Linked DNA regions of Mus musculus: region 1 is linked to region 2. Evidence: chromatin contacts called from public promoter capture Hi-C data. All regions are on one chromosome and are shown on one strand. Each heading gives the region's core, a stretch centred on a gene start, on an enhancer-like site or on the middle of the called end of the contact. The rest is flanking DNA. Distances are from core to core; before and after follow the strand shown. Region 1 holds the start of 4930405A21Rik (RIKEN cDNA 4930405A21 gene). Region 2 holds the start of Mapre1 (microtubule-associated protein, RP/EB family, member 1).

Evidence for each region. Promoter capture Hi-C pulls out the DNA fragments that hold promoters and counts their contacts.
Region 1: a contact with region 2 is called in a promoter capture Hi-C map of pre-B cells, with 6 times the contacts expected there. The contact joins the promoter of 4930405A21Rik here to the promoter of Mapre1 in region 2. A contact is called at or near these places in 1 of 39 promoter capture datasets (pre-B cells) and 1 of 9 other capture datasets (adipose tissue).

Annotation. Positions count from the first base shown.
Region 1 is chr2:156,718,640-156,724,560 of GRCm38.p6, forward strand. 4930405A21Rik (RIKEN cDNA 4930405A21 gene) reads right to left here and starts at 2,270. Exons shown (of 4, transcript NR_040505.1): 1 at 2,067-2,270. All of the region lies in intron 7 of Dlgap4 (DLG associated protein 4), which reads left to right.
Region 2 is chr2:153,738,919-153,745,191 of GRCm38.p6, forward strand. It overlaps Mapre1 (microtubule-associated protein, RP/EB family, member 1), which reads left to right and starts at 2,369. Exons shown (of 7, transcript NM_007896.3): 1 at 2,369-2,501.

The sequences.
Region 1 (5,921 bases), core at 1,020-3,519, 3.0 Mb after region 2:
ACACACACACACACACACACACAATCACAGCAGCGGGTGGGATGGTTCACAAAGCCACTACAGCCTAGAGGAAGTGTCACAGTCAAGGTTATTCAGAAAATAGGTCAAGGAGATGTTTCTCAGAGCCTTGGGTTCTTCATTGTCCTGTGGGGTTAGGAAGGAAGCCACACAAGGACTTGACAAAGAACAGAGAATCATCTGGCAGTGGGAACAAGATGATTAGAGGCTGTCATACTGGTCAGGCAGGGGACACTGGTCCTCTCCGGGCCATAGGGTCAGAGGGAGTAGGATTCAGGAGGCCTTTCTTGGACAACTGCCAGCATTTCCTACTGCTGAAACAGGCACCTCTGCTCAGAGCACTGGGCACAAGGCAGGCTTCCTCCTTACATTCCGCCATGTCCCCGTCCCAGATTGTCCTAGTGAGGGTTTCTGTTGCTGTGACGACAACACCATGACCAAAAAGCAAGTGTGGGAGGAAAGGGTTTATTTGGCTTCCAGATCACAGACCATCATTGGAGGAAGTCAGGACAGGAACTCGAGCAGGGCTGGAACCCGGAGGCAGGAGCTGGTGCAGAGGCCATGGACCTTGCTGCTTACTGGCTGGCTTCCCCTGGTTTGCTCAGCCTGCTTTCTTATAGAACCCAGGACCACCATGAACTGGGCCCTCCCCGACTGATCACTAATTGGGGAAATGCCTTATAGCTGGATCTCATGGAGGCATTTCCTCACCTGAGGCTCCTTCCTCTCTGATGACTCTAGCTTGTGTCAAGTTGACACACAAAAGCAGGAATGCACAGCTTTTCACTGTTCAAATTTTCTTTTCTTTCTTTCCTTCTTTCTTTCTTTCTTTTTTTTTTTTTTTTTTTGGTTTTTCGAGACAGGGTTTCTCTGTATAGTCCTGGCTGTCCTGGCACTCACTCTGTAGACCAGGCTGGCCTCGAACTCAGAAATCCGCCTACCTCTGCCTCCCAAGTGCTGGGATTAAAGGCGTGCACCACCACGCCCGGCTTCAAGTTTTCAAGGGATTTACCAAAATGGTGACCCAAAGGGGAAACCAGCTGCCAGTCTATCTGGAAAGGACCCTTTACCCTCTCCTAGAAGCCCAGGCTCATGCAGGAGGGTCTGAGGCCTATGTGCCAGTGTTACACCTCAGGCCTGGGTCAGCCAACTGCTCCTCTATGCTAGCCTGACTTGGGCAAGGACTCAGTCAGTCACAAAATCGTCCCCATACACACCTTACAGGACCTGAGGCGGGGGGCTGGGAGGGGGGTGACCAACAGAGAAGGGTGCTGACATTCCTCTAGGACCAAGGTCTCAGACTTGGTGAAGTCCAAATTGAAGCTGCCAGTGAGTTAGTTCTTCTGTTCAAGAGAGTGAGCTGGATCAAAGGGTCAAAGACTTGCTGGTGAAAATTCTGTCTCTGCCTGGTTTCTCTCCAGGGGATACTCAGCACTGGGGAATCCCAAAGAGAAAGGGGGACTTGCCCAAGGTTATGCAAGAAGTGTTACTGAATCGAAAGGACACAGCAACACATGAGGTGTCATAGCCATTCAAGAATTTACTTTGTATTTTCACCTAAAGCAAATGAAACTGAATAGCATGGTGTAGCCAACTCCTGCTTTTAGAGTGCTTAGCACAGTGCTGGCATCAAGTAAGTTTGTTGCTTTTGCCATTATTGTGTCTTAATGCAAAAGGTAGACTGGAAACAGTGTTACCTTCTTCATTTCCCACAGTCCTCTGTCAGATCCCAGTACAGAAAGCAGGCAACCAGCGGGCTTGCCAGGCAGCAAAGATCTGTGCTTGGCAGAACCTTCTGTAAATGGACTGTCAGTCTGTGGGCGGGGAGGGGGCTCACTCGGTTGTCACATTTTACAGAGGCACAGAAAGGTTAAGCATCTAACCTAAGGTCACACAAGTGGGATACTGAACCCGTCCTTAGGACCCTTGGGAGCACAGCAAGGGATGAGGCAAAGAGGCAACTAGAAACTGCGCGGCTGAGTAGCTAGGACCCGCGTGCGGGACAGAAAGCCCACGGTGGGCTCTCTCCTCAGCCTCAGTTTCCCTACCTACAGCGAGGCGTCGCCACCAGGGTGAGCCCGCAGGGACGGACGGCCACTCCAACTCCCGTACAGACCACGCATTGCGTTCCAGCTGGAACCGGTTTGGCGGGGCGGTTCGAGAGGGCGGAGCCCCTCACTCGGGCATGCGCGAGTTGGCGCGGGCGCGCACTCCCTTTCAAGACCGGCCGGCCAGGGCGTGGGCCGCGCGGTACGCGTGCGCGCTTGCGCTGTGTCCCGCTTGCGCGCGCCCCCTGGCGGCCCCGGAATCCCGGGCGACGCGCGCGCGGCTGACGCGAGGGGCGGGGCCGGCGCGGGGCTTTAACCCGGAGGCCCCGCCTCTCGGGCGTACAAAACCGGAGCCTCGGGCCGGGCCGCGTGAGGGAGGAGGGTGAGTGCCCGCCGCTGGCCGCAGCTGCCGCCAGTCCATCCGTCACTCCGTCCGTCTGTCCGACCCACGTCGTCGCCGCCGCCGCCGCCGCCTCCTCAGCCCGGACGCCCGGGGCCCGCCCAGCGCCACCCGGAGCAGCCGCGGCCCCGCGAGGAGACGGGCGCCGCCTCCGCCCGGCCCTGCCCTGCCCCGTCTTCCCGTCTGTCCGTCTGTCCGTCCGCCCGCTCGCCCGCGCTTCCGTCCTTCTGTCGGGCCACTGGCCCTCGGGCCCGTGTCTCCGCTGAGCCCGCTTTGTCTCTCCCTAGCTCGCTGTCTCTTTGTCTCTGCTCTCGCGCTCTCGGCCCCTCCCTCGCTCCAGGATCTCGGGTCCCCTCTCCCAGCGCTCCTCTCCTCTCTTACAGCCACGGGTTCTGGCACCCCCATTCTTCTGGACTCCCTAGATCTTTTGGGGCCTCTCCTTCAGAACACACTCCACTCCCCCAGGCCTTTCCTGAGCTTACCACACATCTTGAGGGTCCTTCTTGATGCATGTGCCCCTGATTTCCTGGGGGTTATCTCCACCTAGTCCGCATTTCCCGGAGGGTTTCCCACTTCTCCGGAGCCTCCCATAGCTATCAGAACCTTTTACATCCCTTAGTGGTCTCCTTGAACCCCCAGTGTCTCCCCAGCTCCCTAACTTAAGAACCTCTGCCTTTCCTGGATTTGTCCGCTGTCGCTGTCACTGTCTCTCCTTGTTCTCCGAGCGTCCCACTTCTCTGGACCCGGTCCCCCCCACCCCCCTTGCTCTCCCTGCTTCTTTCACGCGTCTGTGTCGGTGGTCTCATTGCTGTCTCTAACGCCTGCCTCAGCCTTCTCTGCCCGGGGCTCTTGCTCCTTTGCTTCTCTGCCCGATCCCCTGTCGCCCCTTTTCTCTGCTCCTTGTCACTCCCTCTCCCTTTTCTGTCTCTGCCGGGTCTCTGGGTCTCTGACCCCCATCCGGCCCTCATGGCTTTGTGTCTGGAGCTCTTGAAGCAATGTGAGTGGTGGGGTGTCCGGGTCGGGCCGGGCGGAGTCATCCCGCAGGCTGGCCGCGGCAGAGGCTCCATGGGGTTGGCGCTGGGGCAGGGGCTGGCGCTGGGGTAATGAGGCTGTGGGGCCTCTGGACCAGGGGAACAAGGATGGTGGGGCCAGGCTGTCTGGCGAGGGGGTTGGGGGGAAAGGGCCTTCCTGCCCTGAGGCTTCTGCTTGAGTTGCTTAAGTGTGTGGAGTGCGCCCTGGGCTGGGTATCCCTGCTGGTTTGGCCCTGCATGGCCTGGCACTTTGTGATCGCTTGTGGGCAGGCCTGGGCTATTTTGGAGCCGACAGCAGGATGTGATATCACTTGGGCGTTTATTTAGACCCAGCTGGGGGTGGGGGCTGCGTTCTTGCCAACTTGAGTAATGAAATTTTGCAGGGGGTGTGGCTTCTTAGACAGCTGGGCTATATGGTTGTGGTCAGAACTTTTCAAGCTACCCTGAGTGGGCAGGTGAACAGAGGTCTGTAAAACTTGGTCTTACTGAGACCAGGATGAATCGGAGAGGAATCGCCCTTACAATGATACTCTTGATTATTGTATCTGGCTGTCTTAGACTCTGAAATCTTGATTAGACCAGCTCTAAAAAGTTTGACTTTGCCTGTGACCCTTGCACTTAAGTCTCAGGTGTTCCATCTGTAAAAGGGATGGTGAATGGGGGTAGTGGTACCAAGGGGTGTCATGAAGATCAAGTGAGGCATATGCTTTGTAAACTGTCAACCTGCCTTTTGAGAGTCCCAGAGAGAAAGCTTCCCTGAGAGGGTACAGAGCAGGTGCCCAGGACTCGTCCACTCCCATCTGGTTAAGAAGTGTGCCCACCTCTCCAGAATCCCCAGTGCCATCTTGCTTCTCCTCGGTGTGTGAAAATAAGTTGGTATGCCCAGAGAGGTGCTTGTGCTGGGGAACGTTTGAATTTTCTGTGTGCCATTTATTATTTAAGGTTGGACCCTGCTAGTGGTGCCTGAAAACAAAGTCAGCCAGCATGTGGTGAGCCACGGCTGCTTTTCTCTGCGTGGAGCACAAAGGTCCTAGTTGAAAGGTTCTGCTGAGAGCTGGGGTCTGCTATCAAGGGCTCTAGGATGTTCTAGAACTTTGGAACAGGGAGTGAGACTAGATATCATAGTCCCTGCATCTTACAGTTAAGGTGAAAGTCAAGAAAAGCCAGGAGGGGGCTGGAGAAATGGCTCAGCCGTTAAGAGCACTGACTGCTCTTCTGAAGGTCCTGAGTTCAAATCCCAGAAACCACATGGTGGCTCACAACCATCCTTAATGAGATCTGACGCCCTCTTCTGGTGTGTCTGAAGACAGCTACAGTGTACTTAGATTTAATAATGAATAAATCTTTAGGCCAGAGTGAGTGGGACCGACCGGAGTGGGCAACCTTTGTTCCCAGCAACCACATTAAGGCTCACAACCATCAGTACAGCTACAGTGTACTCATATACATTAAATAAATCTTTTTTTATGTATAAAAGAAAAAAAGAAGAGCCTTGTTCCCAGCAACCACGTTAAGGCTCACAACCATCAGTACAGCTACAGTGTACTCATATACATAAAATAAATAAATCTTTTTTTATATATATAAAAGAAAAAAAAAAAAAAGAAGAGCCAGGAGGGCCTGTCTCATGGCCATGTCTTAAGTCACTGCCTTGCTGGTACTACCTGCCCCTGGTGTGTAAAATCAGTCTCTGTGTGTGCCTTGTGATAGGCACAATCCATGGAGACTGCATTGGGAAGGTAAAAGGGCTTGTTACCTGACCCAGAAGTGGAGGAGTCAGGACTCTAGTCCCTATATCTCAGGCAGTGACTGTCCCTTTATTGTCATCTTTCTAACTTAAATTGGAATAAAAAGTCTTATCCTAGGACTGATTCTTTAAAAAAAAAAAATAGTCTTTTTATTTTTTAAGTTGCAAGGCAAAATGCCAAGGTTTTGTCCCCAGTTCTGGTGCTCAACTGCCATGTGACTTCAGACAGCTGGTCTCCTGGTGGAGCTCTGCTTTTCCCTCTGAAGAATGGGGGTGTTGAATATATCTATGTCTTGGGTCTTTGTAGCTGACATTTGAGATTCTCGGGCCACCTGTGCATTCCTGTGCCCTACCATTTAAAAGTATGCCTGATCAGAGTAAGGAGCAGTAATGTGCTGAGTGCTGTCAGCTGTATACTCAGGACAGCTGGGGGCTTTTATGGGAGAGGGCCTGTGTGGGCTGGGAAGGCTTCCAGGAAGAGACAGTATTTGAGCTGAGTCAGCATACCAGACATGATCAGGCTTGTATACAGGTGCAGAATATTGTGGGTTTTAAAGCTATTCATACTTGGTTCTGATCAGTCTTGTCATTCAATGCCTGTGCTTTCCTCATCTGGACTCTGAAAAATCATTTATACCATAGGATTGTGGAGACAATTAAATAAGATTATGTACATA
Region 2 (6,273 bases), core at 1,119-3,618:
GCCACCTTGTCAGATTCTTAGCCATTCCTGAGCTTCAGCAATTAGGACTAGGTCCAGGAATGGCCAGGAGGTAAGCACCTTGCTATACATACACTGGCTTGGCCTAGCCCTCAATCGATCTGTTAGTAAACCAAGTTTCGAGTCACTGATGTGTCTAGTTTGCCTCCTTTGCCAGAGTAGAAATGTTAGGAGGTCATAGGCTATGTCTAGTTTTAGCTCACCATCAAATGCCTAGGGTCTGTCTCTTTGCTTAGAGACAATAAATGCTGGCAGCCAGGCTTGGTGGTACAGGCCTGTAATCCCAGCATTTGAAAAGTAGTAACAGGAGGGTAGGAGTTCAAGGTTATCCTCAGCCACATAGGATGCAGGAGACTGATCTGGGCTATATTAGACCCTATCTCAAAAAGAATTATGAATATATAAATAAGTGGTATTGTGGCAGAGAAAGCATTCTGTGACCTGTGATTCTGGGCAAGTCAGCTGGCTTCTCTGAGCCTGTTTCCTCTGCTGTGAAGTGCTGCAGTTCATCTTTTCTTCCTATATACAAGCACTGAGACACAGTCTGGAGCTAGAACAGGAAATTGCCTCCATGCAAAAGCAGAAGATAAAGGCATTAAAAAGTAAGGAAACATTTGCAGTGCTAAGAATAAACCAGATGACATTGCAGGTGCTCTTACATGGTGACTTAGTTTTTCATTAAGGTGCTGTGCTGGGCAGTTTTATAACACCTTGACACACGCTAATGTCATTTGAGAGGAGGGAATCTCAATTAAGAAAATGCCTCCCTAAGATGAGCCCTTAGGCAAGCTGGTAAAGTGTTTTCTTAGTCATTGATGGGGGAATCTCATCAGCCCACTGTGGGTTAGGACACCTCTGTGCTGGTGTGGTCTAGGGTTGTGTACTGGCTAGTTTTGTGTCAACTTGACACAGCTGGAGTTATCATAGAGAAAGGAGCATCAGTTGGGGAAAGGCCTCCAGGAGATCCAGCCGCAAGTCATTTTCTCAATTAGTGATCAAGTGGGGAGGGCCCCTTGTGGGTGGGACCATCTCTGGGCTGGTATTCTTGGGTTCTATAAGAGAGCAGGCTGAGCAAGCCAGGGGAACTAAGCCAGTAAAGAACATCCTTCCATGTCCTCTGCATCAGCTCCTGCTTCCTGACCTGTTTGAGTTCCAGTCTTGACTTCCTTTGGTGATGAACAGCAATGTGGGAGAGTAAGCTGAATAAATCCTTTCCTCCCCAAGTGCTTCTTGGTCATGATGTTTGTGCAGGAATAGAAACCCTGACTAAGACAGGTTGTATAAGAAAGCAGGCTGAGCAAGCCATGAGGAGTAAGCTAGTAACCGACATCCCTCCATGGCTTCTGCATCCACTCCTGGCTCTAGGTTCCTGCCCTGTTTTCCTTCAGTGATGAACAGAGATAATATGGAAGAGTAAGCTAAATAAGCACTCTCCTCTCCAAGTTGCTTTGGTCATGTTTCATTACAGGAATTGTAACACTAACTAAAACAGGCGCCAAATCTTTTTTTTTTTTTTTAAATTTAAAGGCAAACAATAACTGTGTAGCTCTCTGGCTGGCCTTGATCTCAGAGATTCTCTTGTCTCTACCTACTGAGTCCTGGGATTAAACGTTCATACCACCACAGTTATTTGTGGGCATATTTGCGTGTGTGTAGGCATGCGAGTGGCACTGCCCATGTGTGTTAGTCAGAGGACAACTTGCAGGACTCGCGTCTCACCTTCTATCAGTGGGTCCTGGGGTTTGAACTCATGTTGTCAGGTTTGGGGGCATGCACCTGCTAAAGCATTTCGATGGCCATTTTTTCTTTGTTGAGACCAGATCTCGCTGTGTAGCTCTGGCTAGCTTGCTACTGTAGACCAGGCTGGCCTTGAATTTACAGTGATTCTCTTTCCTGTCCAAGTGTACACGAGTGGCCTAGCACTCCCAGTTTTTTCTTTCTGAGACAGGGTCTCGTGTACCTCAGGCTGAACTCCCAGAGAGAGGGTCTGGGATGATGACAAAACGATTTGCTGGCAAGATAGGTGTGTTCCACCACAGCTGCCATCTGTGGTGTTGGGGACTGAAACCAGGGATTCATGTATGCTAGGCGAGCTAACCTTCCTCCCGAGCCTATTCATTAATCCATCTTGGTCAAACGAATTTTCTTCTGGGCTACAGCAAACCAGAATGTGCAACTGGACTCCGCCTCCTCAGAGGACTCACACGTCATTGGTCGCAACTGACCACGTGCCCAACAGGCTTGCTCCCCGCCCCCGGGCATGCCAGCTGTCGATCAAGCATTCGGCCCCGCCTCCGGCTCGCAGGCCAGTCCGTCTCTATAAAAGGCCGGGCGGGAGATGACGAGCCCCTGCGTCGGCGCGTCACGGCGGGGTGCGTGTGAGGTCATCGCGCGCGGGCGGGCGGGGTCCGACGGTTTGAACGAGACGAAGACGGAACCGGAGCCGGGCGCGCGGACGGCGGACGCGGGTCCTGAGAAAGCCGGTGAGGCGGCTGGCGGGCCCGGGCGGCGGCAGCAGTCGGGAATTCACGGGAGGCGGCTCCTCGTGAGCAGTGCGGAGCCGCGCGGGCAGTGGGGGGGAAGGGCGGGGCCGCGATCCGGTGCGCGGCCTGGGCCGGGGGCGCGCGCTCCGTTGTCCCGGGGGCGGGGCGTGGGCCGGAAGTGGGGGCTGCCTAGTGGTGACCGGCGAAGTCCTGACTTTGCGGCTGGGCCTGGAGGGTGTGTGCCCACGGGCGCGCGCGCGCGCGCGCGAGGGGCGCGGTGGGGACCCTGGGTGTAGGAGGCGTCGTTGCATAATGGGTGGGAGTTGGTCCGCGGAGTTGGCCGCAGAGTGCGACCTTAGGCAGGCGCTTCAGCCTCCCCGTGCCTCAGTTTCCTCCTCCGTAAAATGGAGACAGTAGAATTAAGCACAGAAAGGTTTCAGCTCGGTGCCTGGCAGAAGTCAGGCGGTCCGCGGGTGGTGGTTGAGTGCCTAGTAAATGCTAGGCCCCGGTCTCATCAGGGAGTAGACAGGCAAAGACATGCTTTCTAGGAGTCTGCTTTGTGGGTAGAGAGCCAGGAAGCAAGAAAATGAATACATGGCCAAGATAATTTCTGTAATTACTGTAAAAGGGCGATACCAGTACTGCAGGGTATAGCCTGACCTCTGCATCTTGGCGATGAGGATCCGGTGGCCCATTGAGGGAAGTTCAGCTAGGCCTGATGTCTGCCGGTGATGGGATGTCTTGACTAGCATTAATCAAGATAGCTCTTTAATGGGCACTTGTGTATAAGGCATTGTGTTAAGAGCTTGATGTAGCATTGTGTCATTTAATAGTCACATTGCCTTGAAAAGATGCTATCTTTATTCTCTTTCTTTCCCCTCTGTTGTGTTTTGCTCATTTTATTTTCTCTGTGGGGCTGAGAGGTGACTGCAGTTCCCCCACTGTGCTGAGCTGCTCATCATTCTTTTACAGAGGCGAGTCTGAGACTTTGGGTAGGGAAAGGACTTGCCTTACGTTGTCCAGCAAGTAACTCAACTCCAGAGTCATATCCTGTGTGCTACTCCTCCTTCTCCATCTAGAAACTGTTTCATACTTTTGTGGTGTCAAAGTGCCAGGACATAGAAGCTTGGGAGGCGGTGTGCTTTTCTGATACTTACCACAGCTCTGTGAGGAAGGTAGGGTCTTATTCATTTTACAGGTAAGCCATTTCTGAGGAAAGGAGACATGTTTCATACAGGGTCACATAGCTCTTTTTAGTGCCACCTCCCTCTTGCCTTTCCATAGGACTCTGGATGGTACTTGGAGAGGAATAGGGTGTACTTTATCCTACACTGAATTGAAGTGGGTAGGGAGCCAAGTGTGGTGAACATGCCTGTAGTCCTTACACTTGGGAGGTAGATGCAGGAGGATCAAAAATTGAAGGTCATCTAGCTATTGAGCTAGGTCATGAGATAGTGTGTGAAAAGGCTGACTAGAACTAGTTAGGGAGACTCCTGGGAGAGTCACTGAAGGGAGAGAAATACTTGAGTAGACGGAAAGGGGATTTTTCTTGTGGTTGTACCTTGCTTAGCTCAGAGAGCCCTGAAAAGGTGGGGTATGTGTTGAACTCAAGGGTATTGCACTGAGGCTAAGCAGTGGACATTTTTGTTAGTTGTTCTGAGACAGGACCTTATCTTGTACCCTAGGTTGGCCTAGAATGCTCTGTGTCCCACACTTGTCCTGAATTTGGAGTGGTGTCTCTGCCTCAGCTTTTTGAGTGCTATCTAGGTTTATGGGCATGGGCCTTCACTTCTGGCTCAAACATTCTTACCAGAAAGTGAGAAAGAGCTTTGCTGGAGAGGTAGGCTCTGTTTTGACTGCCTGGAAGAGTCAATTAATTGGTTGAGTGAGTGGATGTTTATTGCACATCCACAGGGTGCCTAATCCCATGTATTTAGTGGCCACAGAGCTCGTGGAGCACATGGGACCTGGTATTAATGTACTGCTAATGAAAGAGTTTGAAATTACATGGTGGTGAAGGGCCATTAACCTTTTCTGAGCTGGGGTGTGGTCAGGAGACACATGTGGCTTTACCAGCTGCTTTTATTTTATGATAGCATGAGACACACAATACCCAATGTGTACATATAGACCCAAGCTAGATGGTAAGTGCTCAGTCTGAAATCACATCACTCAGTCTGGATGGCTCTTATTGGTACTTAATAGCATTCTGCACAGAGTATGCATTTTATGTGTTCATCCAGGGTTTTTTAAACAGGAGAGAGATACCTCATGTGATTTGTGATTCAGAAAATTCTTTCTGGCTGCTGTGTAGGAACAGATTGAGATAGACTAATTTGAGTGAGGGCTTGTAGGGGATCTTGAGAGGTGTTGGCAGCAGATATCAGGCACAGTTTTTAGCACTGAAGATAGCATAAAAGAGAGGCAGTCTCTGCCCTGACCTCGTTTGTAACTATGCTTAGGTTTGATATGATGCCAGCTCTGTTTCCTTCCTTACTTCATACAGCTCTCTGTGAGATCCTTTTCAGATGGTTGTGTTTAGAGCTGAGCCACACTGAGTTCAGTAACTTGCCTAAAATCACAGCTAATGGAATGGATTCATGTTCAAGTCCAGGTCCTCCAGTTTTGTCCTGGCCTAAATCTGGTCTCCTAATTCTGGGAGGCTCAGAAATGGAGGAATAGTGTCAGTTTTAGTGTGATAATTATAATCCCAGAGGTTTGAATGAAGTGCTATGGAGACATGAATAATCTACCTATGCACTGAGAAACTAAGTTGTGCTGTTTTGTGTGGTAGTTCTGTCAGCTGATTTTTGGGGAGTGTATAGAGTGTTGAAAGTTAGCTTTCTGAAAAGTTTATGTAGACACCTGTATACTGGCTGGTTTTCTGTGTCAACTTGACACACACTGGAGTTACCACAGAGAAAGGAGCTTCAGTTGGGGAAGTGCCTCCATTAGCCTCTGCATCAGTTCCTGCTTCCTGACCTGCTTGAGTTCCAGTCCTGACTTCCTTTGGTGATGAACAGCAATGTGGATGTGTAAGCTGAATAAAACCCTTTCTTCCCCAAGTGCTTCTTGGTCCTGATGTTTGTGCAGGAATAGAAACCCTGACTAAGACAGCACCTTTTCTTCCCCCATATTCTGAGACAAGCAACATTTACCTAACACTCATTCTGTTCAAGGCCCTGTGTGAAGTGTGAGGTTGTGGGAAGGAGGACGAGGACAGGGATATTGGGCATAAACTGCCCCATGTCTGTAGACCTAGTTACCCCTGCTCTAAGACGAGCACTGGCTTAGGGAACCCAGACTGGAGTTGTGTGACTCAAGGCTCGAAGCAACTCCATGCAGGATAAGAGTGCGGGAAGAGACCCTCGCTTACTAATTACTAGGTAACTAGGAGGGAGTGAAGCTTCCCAAGAGAGCTAAGGGCTGGGGTCTCGTGGTTGTTCTAAATTGCTGTGAATTTTATCCCTTACTCCATTGACAAGTTTGATGTCTCAGGGAATAAGAACAATTCTAAATCTCCCAGTCCCTATAAAATCTATTGTTTGGGCTGGTGAGATGGCTCAGCAGGTAAAGGTGCTTGCCAGCTAACCTTAACAACTGAATTTGATCCCTGGGAGCTACATGATAGGAGAGAATCAACTCCTGAAAGTTTTCTTTTGACCTCCACACACATGCACGCAAAAACACAATAAAATATACAGAGAATGAGGGAATGACTGACCAGGGAGTCAGAGTATGACACCCACATTTCCTTCCTAGTGTTTTAATT